Regions from separate parts of the Lactuca sativa genome. Here region 2 is linked to region 1. A link is a contact called in public Hi-C data. All regions are on one chromosome and are shown on one strand. Each heading gives the region's core, a stretch centred on a gene start, on an enhancer-like site or on the middle of the called end of the contact. The rest is flanking DNA. Distances are from core to core; before and after follow the strand shown.

Region 1 (5,474 bases), core at 2,026-4,525:
CATCATCCATTTTCGATCGATTACCCACTGATAGGCAACTCAAATGTAGGGAAATTTAGGGTTTGTAGTGGAGATCTAGATACCAACTTGGATCGTGATATCACTTTCCGAACTGATATTTCTACCCTATGTCTGGGTTACAATAAATTCAGTCTAGGATAATCCAAGTGGACACTTACGATTCTAGGCACAGAAATCGCAAGCCAATATGCTAGAGGAATCTGTGAAAGTATGATGAAAAACGAGAGCTTAAGTTCGTAATCCACTTCTAAAGAGGAAGAGTTGTTTATATATTAAACGAGATTAGGGTTTCATTAAGGTTGGGCCGTCTTTAGTTGCTTTGGAAGCAAGTCATGATAATCCGGATTTAATGAGGATTTAAGGTTACCAAAACTAACGAGTTTCGTTAATTTTACCATAATCACCCTCAAGAAATTGAATTTTCCACTATGTTCCCATAATCACCCTAGCCAGGGGCTCTGCCCCTTGGACCCCGCTAGGGGCGCTGCCCCTTTGGAAACCCCGGACCCAGGGGCACTGCCCCCAGACCCTCGACTAGTCGTCGAACCGCGCATGTACAACCCCGTACATATATTAGAGTACAAATTATGAAGGCCTTTAGCTCATATTTTAGTTTCATACTTAAAATGATATGGTGACACTAAAATCACCAACATCAAATAAATAAGAAAATATAGATTCTTCATATACCGTTTTCCAAAAAAGTTGACTATAGTAACATCTTTTTACAAATAATATTAGTACGAAGCAATTTACTTACAATGAAAATGCAAAAACATCTGGCACTTATTTATAAAAGGTAAAACCAGACAACACAAACTTTAAAAATATAGAAGACAACAGACAAAAACAAACCAACACCAATTCTCCTCGATTCGGGCGATTATTTCCCTTCCAGAGTTACTGGAACCTCAATAACAACCGAATTATGCCCCCACTGAGTTGATTCAGTAAGACCAAAAACCAAATGCTTGATCATCTCCGGCAAGCCCAAGATAATAAGAGTTCACCGCATGTGGGTCCACATTCTCGATCTTTGGCGATGTGTAACCGTCCATTGATGGTAGAAACATCTTCCCAAAGTTATCATTTTCTTCATCCAACGACCCGTCACTTTGTTCTTGTTCAAATACATAAGATGAATCGCCTCTTTCAAACACCACGTTTAAATCTCCTTCGGGCCCGCACGTCAGGTTCAGGTTCTTCGATAAATCTTCCTCAAGTACCAGTTCACACAGTTGTGGCTCACACGGGCTTTTAGTACTCGATGCATCCGAGGTTCCTTTCTCTTGAATCATCAGCTTATCACTTAATTCACCGACCTATAAACAAAATTCGACTCGGGTTGTGAGCATTGCATTCTTTTGCCAACTATTTGTGTATCTCATTTACATCTCACATGATCATGTTTTTACGATATGACAATGTGGGTCAGCTTAGGGTTGCTAGAAAAATAATGTTTTTGCATGAACTCAGAAATCATGAAAATGATGTTTCTGAAGAAAAAAAAAGTGTTTTTCTACCGGCAACCCTGATGAATATCATGTGAGATGTAAATCTTAAACACAGCCGTGATAATCCAGGTTGAAATTGAAACTTCTGCAGAACCATTTGTACTACATACGCCTTGTGGCTAAAATTATGTAATTGATGTTTTAGTTTATTACCTTGGATTTTAGTTTTTCCTTCTCTTTAAGAAGATTCTCATAGTTGGCTTTGAGTTTATTGTAGCTTTCCTGCAAATCATCGTAGTCTTTCTCTAGTTGTTTAGTCTTCCAACGTGCACGTCGGTTTTGAAACCAGATGGCAACCTGCCTGGGCTGCAAACCGAGTTCTTTGGCTAGCTGAATCTTTCGGTCTGGCTCCAGTTTGTTATCTAATTCAAAACTTTTCTCCAAGAACCGTACTTGGTCAACCGTGAGCCGTCTTTTCTTCTCAGGCTGCTGAAAGTATTCATCGTATTCATCATCTCCATTGTCTTCATGATCAAATGACTGAAAAAATTGCCCACCGGATCCATTCCCTCTATCTTCAAAGCTAACCATTGATCGAGAACCTGAAAGGAAACATCGAAAATATGATCGATAGAAACCTTCCAAGATTTTTATATCGTCGGATACTTTCAAATCTAGAAATCCAATTTATCTAAATCATGATTTTTTTTCTATATGAAGATCAGGAAAAATCGACAAAGCTAACGGTCAAATTAAATATTCATCACAAAAGTCAACCATCAAGATTCAAGATTTTTGCTTCTTGCAAGTCAAACCACATTTAATTCATCTTGGGACACGAAAATTTTGTCGATTTTTGTCAATAGAGAGCAAACAAACATTAATCTTCTGAAAAACAGGGTACATAGAGCATCTGATCAGGTTATAGACAGATTAATTGTACGAAAAGGTCAAATAGAAATGATTAATCAACAGGGAATTCAATTGTGGCGTGGAAATATCATGAAGATAAGAACTTTGAGAAGTGGGACACAAGAAATCATTATGAAACAATCAAACACCTTTTCAATTATATTTTCCAACACACAATTGGATCTGCAAGTAGGCAACATGAATGAAGTGAATATAAAAAAAGTCAACATGGATACAATTATCTTACCCTGGAAAGGAGACGATCGGGAGGCGAAGAAGGAATCAACAGGGTTAAGAGAAGAAGAACAATGAACCCTTTTGTTTGTCAGCAGAACAGAGCCACCACTTTCAGCTTCACCACCGGAAGCACCACCGTAGAGATAGCTTCGAGCGGCCATGGCTTCAACACCAAAAGAACACCCACTAGAACTTAGGAATTACCACTCAATCAACCATAAATTTTTGTGGGATTTCAAAATCAGATAGCAGGTCCGATTTTCTTTTAATCTTGGGTTAATAAAAAACTTGATATTATCGAATTCTGTAGAAGGGTTTTGTTTAAATCTTGTGGCGGAAAAAGCTGGTGATGATGATCTCGGTGATATGGGAGGTATGGGAACACCTGGTGCTCACACCCATCACAGCCAAAACTCGCCGACGTGAAGCCAGAAACCGATTATAAAAAGATGAACAGAAAGATTATAAAAAAAAATTAGTGAGAAAGGAAGCAGATTTTGAAAGAGGATTCGTTTTCCTATGGTATAAAGATTGAGATTGTGGTAATGGAAGGAGTTGAAAATATAGAGGAAGAAGGGGAAGAACAGTTGAGCCTGAGGTGGGATTCCTTTTGGTTGGATGAGACTATGGGAGTGTGGAAGGGCAGTGAATGTCGTTTTTTATAGCATACTCCCCCACCCTGCGGATCTTATAATGTATTAAATATTATTAAATGAAAATTTTAAAGTAAACCATGTCGGTTTTATATCTCATCTATAGGATTATCAAGTTAGGAGTAAATCATCAAACATCAATGATAAGAAGGTTTACAAAATATCATGATTGATTTTCGTGGTTCAAATATATCATTGAGGATAACTATAAAATTATTGTATAGTTGTTTTTGTTGTTTTAATTTTTTATGTGGTTATTCATTCGGTGTCGAAAGCTTACTAGAAAAGAATATGAAATGGTTTGAGACGGTGGGTTTGACCGACATGGATTTGATTGAGAACCACTTGATGACGGGTTTGGCCGGAAGCCTTGCCATCTTCACCGTAACCCTTTCTGGTATCAGAAGTCGATTTTTAAAATCATGTATTTCTCGCTCAAATCAATTTAAGATTATCATATGAAGTTGATTTCAGACGATTGAAGGATTAAACATGCAAACAATCTCATAATGTTGGGGGATATATGAGTATCGTGATAGTGGATAACCGGATTTCTTATGGATCGTGTATGTTTACTTTTCGAACCGATATTATTTTCACTTATGGATCGTGTAGGTTTACAAATAGTCAAAGAATTCTGAGTTCATTTAAAAAGAAAAAAAGTTAAAGAAAAGGTTCTGTCTACGACTCAAAAGATGAGTCGTATATATACATAACAAATTATGGTTTAATCTTCTAAATTAGTTAGACAAATCTCAAAATTAATGATATAATTAATGGTTTCCAAAACTAACAAGATTTGACAATCTTACTATAATCACCCACTAGATTAGGGACCATCGTCAGGGGCTCTGCCTCTACGACCCTACAAGGGGCTGTCGTACCGGCTTATAATTCGATTTTATATATGTATGTACTTCGTATTCACCAAACATATAATATAAAATACAAACAATAAGCCCATTGGCTTACATGATAGTTTCAATCACATAAAATCAGATAACACTAAAATCATCAACACAGATTATTCATGTATTAACTACAAAGAATGAGAAAATATAATTGTATCTTTAGATTTAAATATTAACATTACATTTTCAAATAAAAAATGATAATATACTTTTCCAAAAAATAGTAACGCTAAAATTGATTAGTAGACACTAAAAAACATTAAGGAGGACATATTTTGTGAATAACTTTTAGAATGTTTTAGTTATTATTATTTCTTAAATTGAGTTAAATAACAAAATTTTGAGATACAAATTTCAAAATTTTATTTTAAAACAAAATACTTGTAATTCAAAAGTTATTTAAAACTTTTAAAAGCATTTTAAGTCTTTTTATGTTTCATTTTAAGCATTGATTTGGATATCATTTTATATAATTTTATATTTTTGAAATTTACATGATTTTATAAAAACACTTCTATATAAATAAAACTTACATGATGTGTTTTAGGTTTATTCGGTTCTTGAATAGTTCGTTTTGGGTTACCTGAATAACTGCTTAATTGGTTCTAAAGGAACTAAACCCGAATAAGCTATACATTGTTTTTTTTAATTACTTTCAGCATGTTTGCAAAATTTTATGACAACTTTGAATTGTCATGGTGTCTTCATTATATTTCTAATTTGCTTGATTTTTTTCCAATATGTAGTTCACAAATTAAAACTGTTTATATGTTATTTTTGGTTATATATATTCAATGAGATACAAACTCCTAAACACGGGATATTGAAGCTGAGTTTTTTTGTTTGAACATGTTTGCAAAATTTTAGGCCAAATTTGAATTGTCTTAACGTTTTCGTTATTTATCCGATTTGACCGACTTTTTTTCGGATTGTAGTGCACAATTTAAAATATTGTTTACATAGTTTACATGCATTGTTGATTGTATATTCAATGAGATACATGCTCCTAAAAAGAGGGTATTAAAGTTGTTTTTTAAACTAATATTTACTTTATCCGACTCTTTTCGGTTTTATTTGGTTCTTTTTTGTTTTATTTGGTCCTTAATCGAATCAAACTAATTAATATTTAGTTCTTTTTTTTTAAACTAATATTTGGTTCTTTTTTGTTTTATTCGGTTTATTCGGGTATCAATCGAATCAAACTAATTAATATCCGAAGCGAACCGGACCCGTATTGGTTTAATTGTTCCGATTTTCGGTTTCTCCGATCAGTCTTATTCCGTTTT
Region 2 (5,474 bases), core at 1,742-4,241, 240 kb before region 1:
GCTTGTACACCATATCGGTTGGCACCTTCAGTAATGAAATAACTAATGGTATAATTGCAAGAATTATTAGACCGTGTACTTATCTGAACCAGTACATCAACTTGGGGCACTCCTATTTTCTTTTTCCTAAATAAAGATGGTACGATGTGAATGAGTATAAATTATAGAGAATTGAATAAACTTACGATCAAAAACCGATACCCGTTGTTGCAAATGGATGATCTTTTTGACCAATTGCAAGGAGCTTCGTATTTTTCAAAGATAGACTTGAGATTGTAAGGTCGAACCTTATAAACATGAGGAGTTAAACCTGTGTCATGCTGATTTATACAACATCGCTATCAGTCATTGTCTAAGCTTCACTACAACATGAGATATTACTTTTGCATCAGTTTTTATCCATTATCTTAGTGATATGATCATCTTTTGTATAGTTTATATCTTTTATATATGGTAGATATCTTGGTATTTGAATCCCTGCTATGTAGGGATTTCATTCGAGAATTGTCTTCAGCCTAATATATAAGTTACACTACGTTTTGATGTAAACTTACCGCTTTGTGCATTCTCTCTTTGTGAGAGATTCTTAATCAAAATTAGTTTTTGATTATTTGTGTTCTTTATTCTTACTGATTGATATTCTTTGTTTATTACGATCATTCAAAGAATATCATAACATGAAAACATATAGAACATAACTCACTACACATTGTTGTTTGATGTTGTAAAAATGTTTCATGTTCTGCAGGTTCAGGTAACAATGGGTGTATGTGAGGAAGATAGGAGCATGAGGACTTACATTAGAAGTAATTTTATTACTTGCATAGAAGTTCTAAGGCATGTGATTTCATCACCTCCCGAAGTTTTATATTGAAGATCCAAAAGGATTAGGGGGTTTCCTTGTACATCACTGTGTTCTTACACTTACTTTTACTTATTTATCATTGTTTGATCGATTACAATATTTTCTCATATTTACATGATTGTTTATCTATTTTTAGTCAAAACTACCAAGATATTATGTGGTATCTTGGTAACTTTTTGAGTACGTTAAGATTAATCGTCTAAGTTGATTCATTTATGACTTTACCACTATTTTTGTCCCAAATACTTTAGAAACATTTATTTGCATTAAATGGTCTCAAAACCATACTAAAATCGTCAGAATGAGACATTATATTAGGCGAATTCCTACACGTTGCACAGAACAAAAAACATGTAGTTATATTTTTGAAATCAAATACATATTGAAAATAATTAAGTTAATGAAATTAATTATAAAATAATACTTTTTTACACTAAACTAATATATGAAATTCTAATATTTTGAACAATATTATACTACCTCCGTCCCAAATTAATTTTCCACATTTGACTTTTGAAGTCTTTATTCTTTAACTTTGAACTTAAATATTTTTCTTTTTGATAGATAATAGTTGATGCAAAGTATATGAATGAATTGTATTTTAAATGTATTTTCATTATTATAAGTTTCATCAAGTAATATATAACACAAATAAAAATATTTAAGGTCAAAGTTGAAGAAAAAAAATTTCAAAAGTCAAAAATGAATAATTAATTTGGGACGGAGGGAGTAAATAAACATCTATTACAATTATATTTACTTCGATAACCACTGCTCCAACCTACATGAGTAAAATATTGATATATTTTTTGATTTAATATTAGTTTTAACGTTATGATTAATTATTTTAGAAATTACTTATTTATGTTTTTCTAAATTTCAATAATGTTGACTATTTAAATATCAAGCATTGTATGTAATATAACGTAATATACTTTATAATTATATGTTGATTTAGGTTTATATTTAAAATATTGAACCTTTTTGACAAATTAAGTAATTTATATTGATAATTTAAAAAGTCAACATATGATAATATTTTATGTTTACTAGCCGTTTATCCACGCCAAGCGACGGGTATAAATAGTTTCTTTTAGAAATTAGTTTCGAAAGACAATTAGTTTTTTTGTGACAATAGTTACTACATTTAAACAATTATCATTAAGAGTCATGGTAGTAGAAAATAAATCAATAAGAATCAAAAATAAAAGATTGGAACTCTTTACATGAAATCAATATATTTTATTAATTTGTTTTATTATTTGTTTGTTTCATGAAATCAATATATTTTATTAATTGTTTCATTTTTTGTTTGCGTTTTTTCATATATAATAATATTTATAATAGATTTTATGTAATAGGTATCATTAAAAGAAGGAATTATCAACATTATAAATGACATTATTGATAAATCATTTTTAAGTTGTAAAAACTCACATTGTATTAATTTTGCTTTTTTCCAATTGTTGTCTACTATAATTAAGTGTCCATAGTGATGCACCATATTTTCCGAATCATTAATCATATTCATAAAGTTAAACTCATGACATAATTTTAATCATAATTTAGAAATTACTTATTTATGTTTTTCTAAATTTCATGATGTTGACTATGTAAATATCAAGCATTATTTGTAATATAACCTAATATACTTTAAAATTATATGTCGATTTAGGTTTATATTTAAAATATTGAATCTTTTTGACAAATTAAGTAATTTATATTGATAATTTAAAAAGTCAACCTATGATAATATTTTATGTTTATTAATATATTTAAGTTAATACATTTATAAAATTAGAAGTTGAAAATTTAAGGGTTTTAAATCAATATGATAAAAATAAAAATGTTTCCTAAGGAAAATGTTTTTTTTTTAATACTATATTTTATATAGTATTCTATAATATAGTATTCTTCAAAATTACAATTTATGGAGTACTACTATAGAAAGGATGGAGGAGATCAGTGGCAAATGAGGAGATGATAAAGACACAAAGGGATACGGAGGAACCTAAAAGAGAAAAAAGACAACCTAAAATATTTTAGAGAGATAGCAAGTTGACTATGGGAACAAACTGGCCTCATGTTGCCCCTTCATCAAATAATTGCCTCTTCCAACCCTTCAACGGCCAACACACACATACACTTGTCCTCTCAACTTGTCAGGCCTATTTGTTTCCGTAAATTTTCGCCTACATACCCACCGTTTCCTTCACTCCATCTCCAATGTCTGCAGTTTCTTCTTCATACATCTCCAATATTGTAAGGATCCGCCAAGATACCCATCATGCATTTCCGTTCCGATTGCGTCTGCCGCCGAGTCTCGTCGGAGCCTCCGGCATCAGAAGAAGAAGAAGAAGAGCAACTTCGGAGTCCCAATCAAAAACCAGATTAGGCGTTGGGGTTAGAGTTAGAGCAACGGGGAAGTTGGCTACTGGGACTTTAAACTGGGACTCTTGGAAACCTGATCAGGGTTCGAAGGCTCCTTCACTTAGTGACATCTTTTGGCCATCTGCAGGTTCGCTACCTTGGCTCGATCGATTGTGTTAATTGGTATAATCATGATCTTGATTTGGTGTACTAATGATGACGTTTTAAACCAACAGGTGCATTTGCAGCCATGGCTGTGTTGGGGAAGATGGACCAGATGCTGGCTAAAAAGGGAGTCGCAATGACAATAGCACCACTTGGAGCTGTTTGCGCTGTCCTTTTTGCCACTCCTTCAACCCCCGGTGCTCGGGTAATTAATCCCTCACTTTTCCTTGTGTTTTATTTATCAAATTTATTATATATGTTATCATATCATAAAATAATTTAAAGTTCGAGGAGAATTATATACTAGTATTTGTGTGTATTAAATTTTTAGAATTAAAGAGGAACAAAGAATTTAAAGTGGAATATATCCTTTCCATGTATGAAGAATTTCACATTTTATAATAATATTATATGCCTTTTTAAAGATTTTTGTTGATTGGATGTTTAAGATATTTACATGTTATAAATTATTGTTTTTCATAAACTTTTTAAACCCGTAATGTATTTAATACACGATTCTCAGAATATGAGTGTATTATTTGTTTATGAACAACGTACCAAGTAAAATAACAGATATAACGCTCGTTAGTCGTTGACGTGTATTTAGACTTAAATAAATAACTTCATTGTTTGAAAATATATCTTTTATACAGTTTACCCATAGTATTAATACTACTGTTCTCCAAACACATATTGAATCATTTCATATGTACAAAATACCTTTAATTAATCTACATGTCTACATACTACATGTATATACTAAATACATGTATGTTGGATACCTTATTGAAAATGTCTTTAAAGCCATTTCTAAATGGTAATTCTAGAAATAAAAAGCCCATTGGATGATTGGATTATCTCTAGACCGGTTGCGTTTATTAAAATCGTTATATTTCCCGAATTTGGTTACATTAGTATTTTACAACCAGATATGAGATAACTCAAGAAAACCGGTTGCATAACATATATGGATTCAAAAAGATTACATATCATTAATAATTTAAATTATAATTACCACAAACAAACAGAGAAACAGAAAAACACTTGAATCGGTAGACCGATTCTATCCAAAAATATAAATATTTCTATAAATACAATAACTGACCAAACACGAAAATAATTCTACCACAAACAGAAAAATGTTACTATATAAATATCATTAATTTACCCTGATATTAAAACGTTAATATTCACGTGCAAGTGGAGACCATGCGAAGAAAAGAAAATGTGCCCGTAGAATCTGTTACCTGTCGAATCCTTGGGAATCCATCTTGAAAGTTTCATATAAATAATATTAATTAGGTCAGATTAATAAAACTTTACATTAAAAGAGTCGACATAAGATTTAAAATAGATTCATGCATTTGTTAAATTTCCTTAGGCTCGACATATGTACTGTTATAAGATCTTCGATCAACATATGTACTATTATAGTAAAATTTCTAATAATTTGCACATGTGTTATTGACTTTTATGTCGATCCACTCTTGGTCACATGTTTAAAATTATGTAATTTTGATTTTAACATTATACATTAATAAAATAAAATATTTCATTAAGTTTTAATATAAAATAAATAGGAGTTTAGATCCAAAATAAGAAGATATTATTACTATAATTCGTTACAACCAGCCAGTCACATGTATATAAAGTTATGCAATTTCGTTCTATAGCGATAATAAAGTTATATTGATCAACTTTTATGTTAAATAAATCTGAATCAGATCTATGATTTGTTGGAACCAGCCAGTCACATGTATATAAAATTTTGTAATTTCACTCTATAGCAATAATATAATTTGTATTAATATAATTTTATATCGATCTCTTTAGAGATCAAAAGTTTATAAATATTATTAAGATGAAACCATAGACGCATTCTATCTTTATAATATTTATAAACTTTTGATTTTTTCCAAAAAAAATAAAATGGAGAAAAAACTCAAACGCAATTTCTTTTTTGAAATCAAAACTTGCAGAAGTACAATATGTTTATGGCTCAAATGGGTTGTGCAGCAATTGGTGTATTAGCCTTCTCATTTTTCGGACCCGGTTGGCTCGCTCGCAGCACTGC

The links. Hi-C and Micro-C count contacts between places; a contact is called where the count stands out from the background.
Region 2: a contact with region 1 is called in a Hi-C map of leaf, with 5 times the contacts expected there. The contact joins the promoter of LOC111887338 here to the promoter of LOC111887350 in region 1. A contact is called at or near these places in 3 of 4 Hi-C or Micro-C datasets (leaf and seed).

The regions. Positions count from the first base shown.
Region 1 is chr1:13,837,976-13,843,449 of Lsat_Salinas_v11, reverse strand. LOC111887350 (homeobox-leucine zipper protein HAT5) reads right to left here and starts at 3,275. Exons shown (of 3, transcript XM_023883519.3): 1 at 2,635-3,275; 2 at 1,689-2,077; 3 at 686-1,343. The coding sequence starts at 2,785. The coding sequence ends at 969.
Region 2 is chr1:14,078,023-14,083,496 of Lsat_Salinas_v11, reverse strand. It overlaps LOC111887338, which reads left to right and starts at 2,991. Exons shown (of 5, transcript XM_023883498.3): 1 at 2,991-3,383; 2 at 3,472-3,605; 3 at 5,380-5,474. The coding sequence starts at 3,092.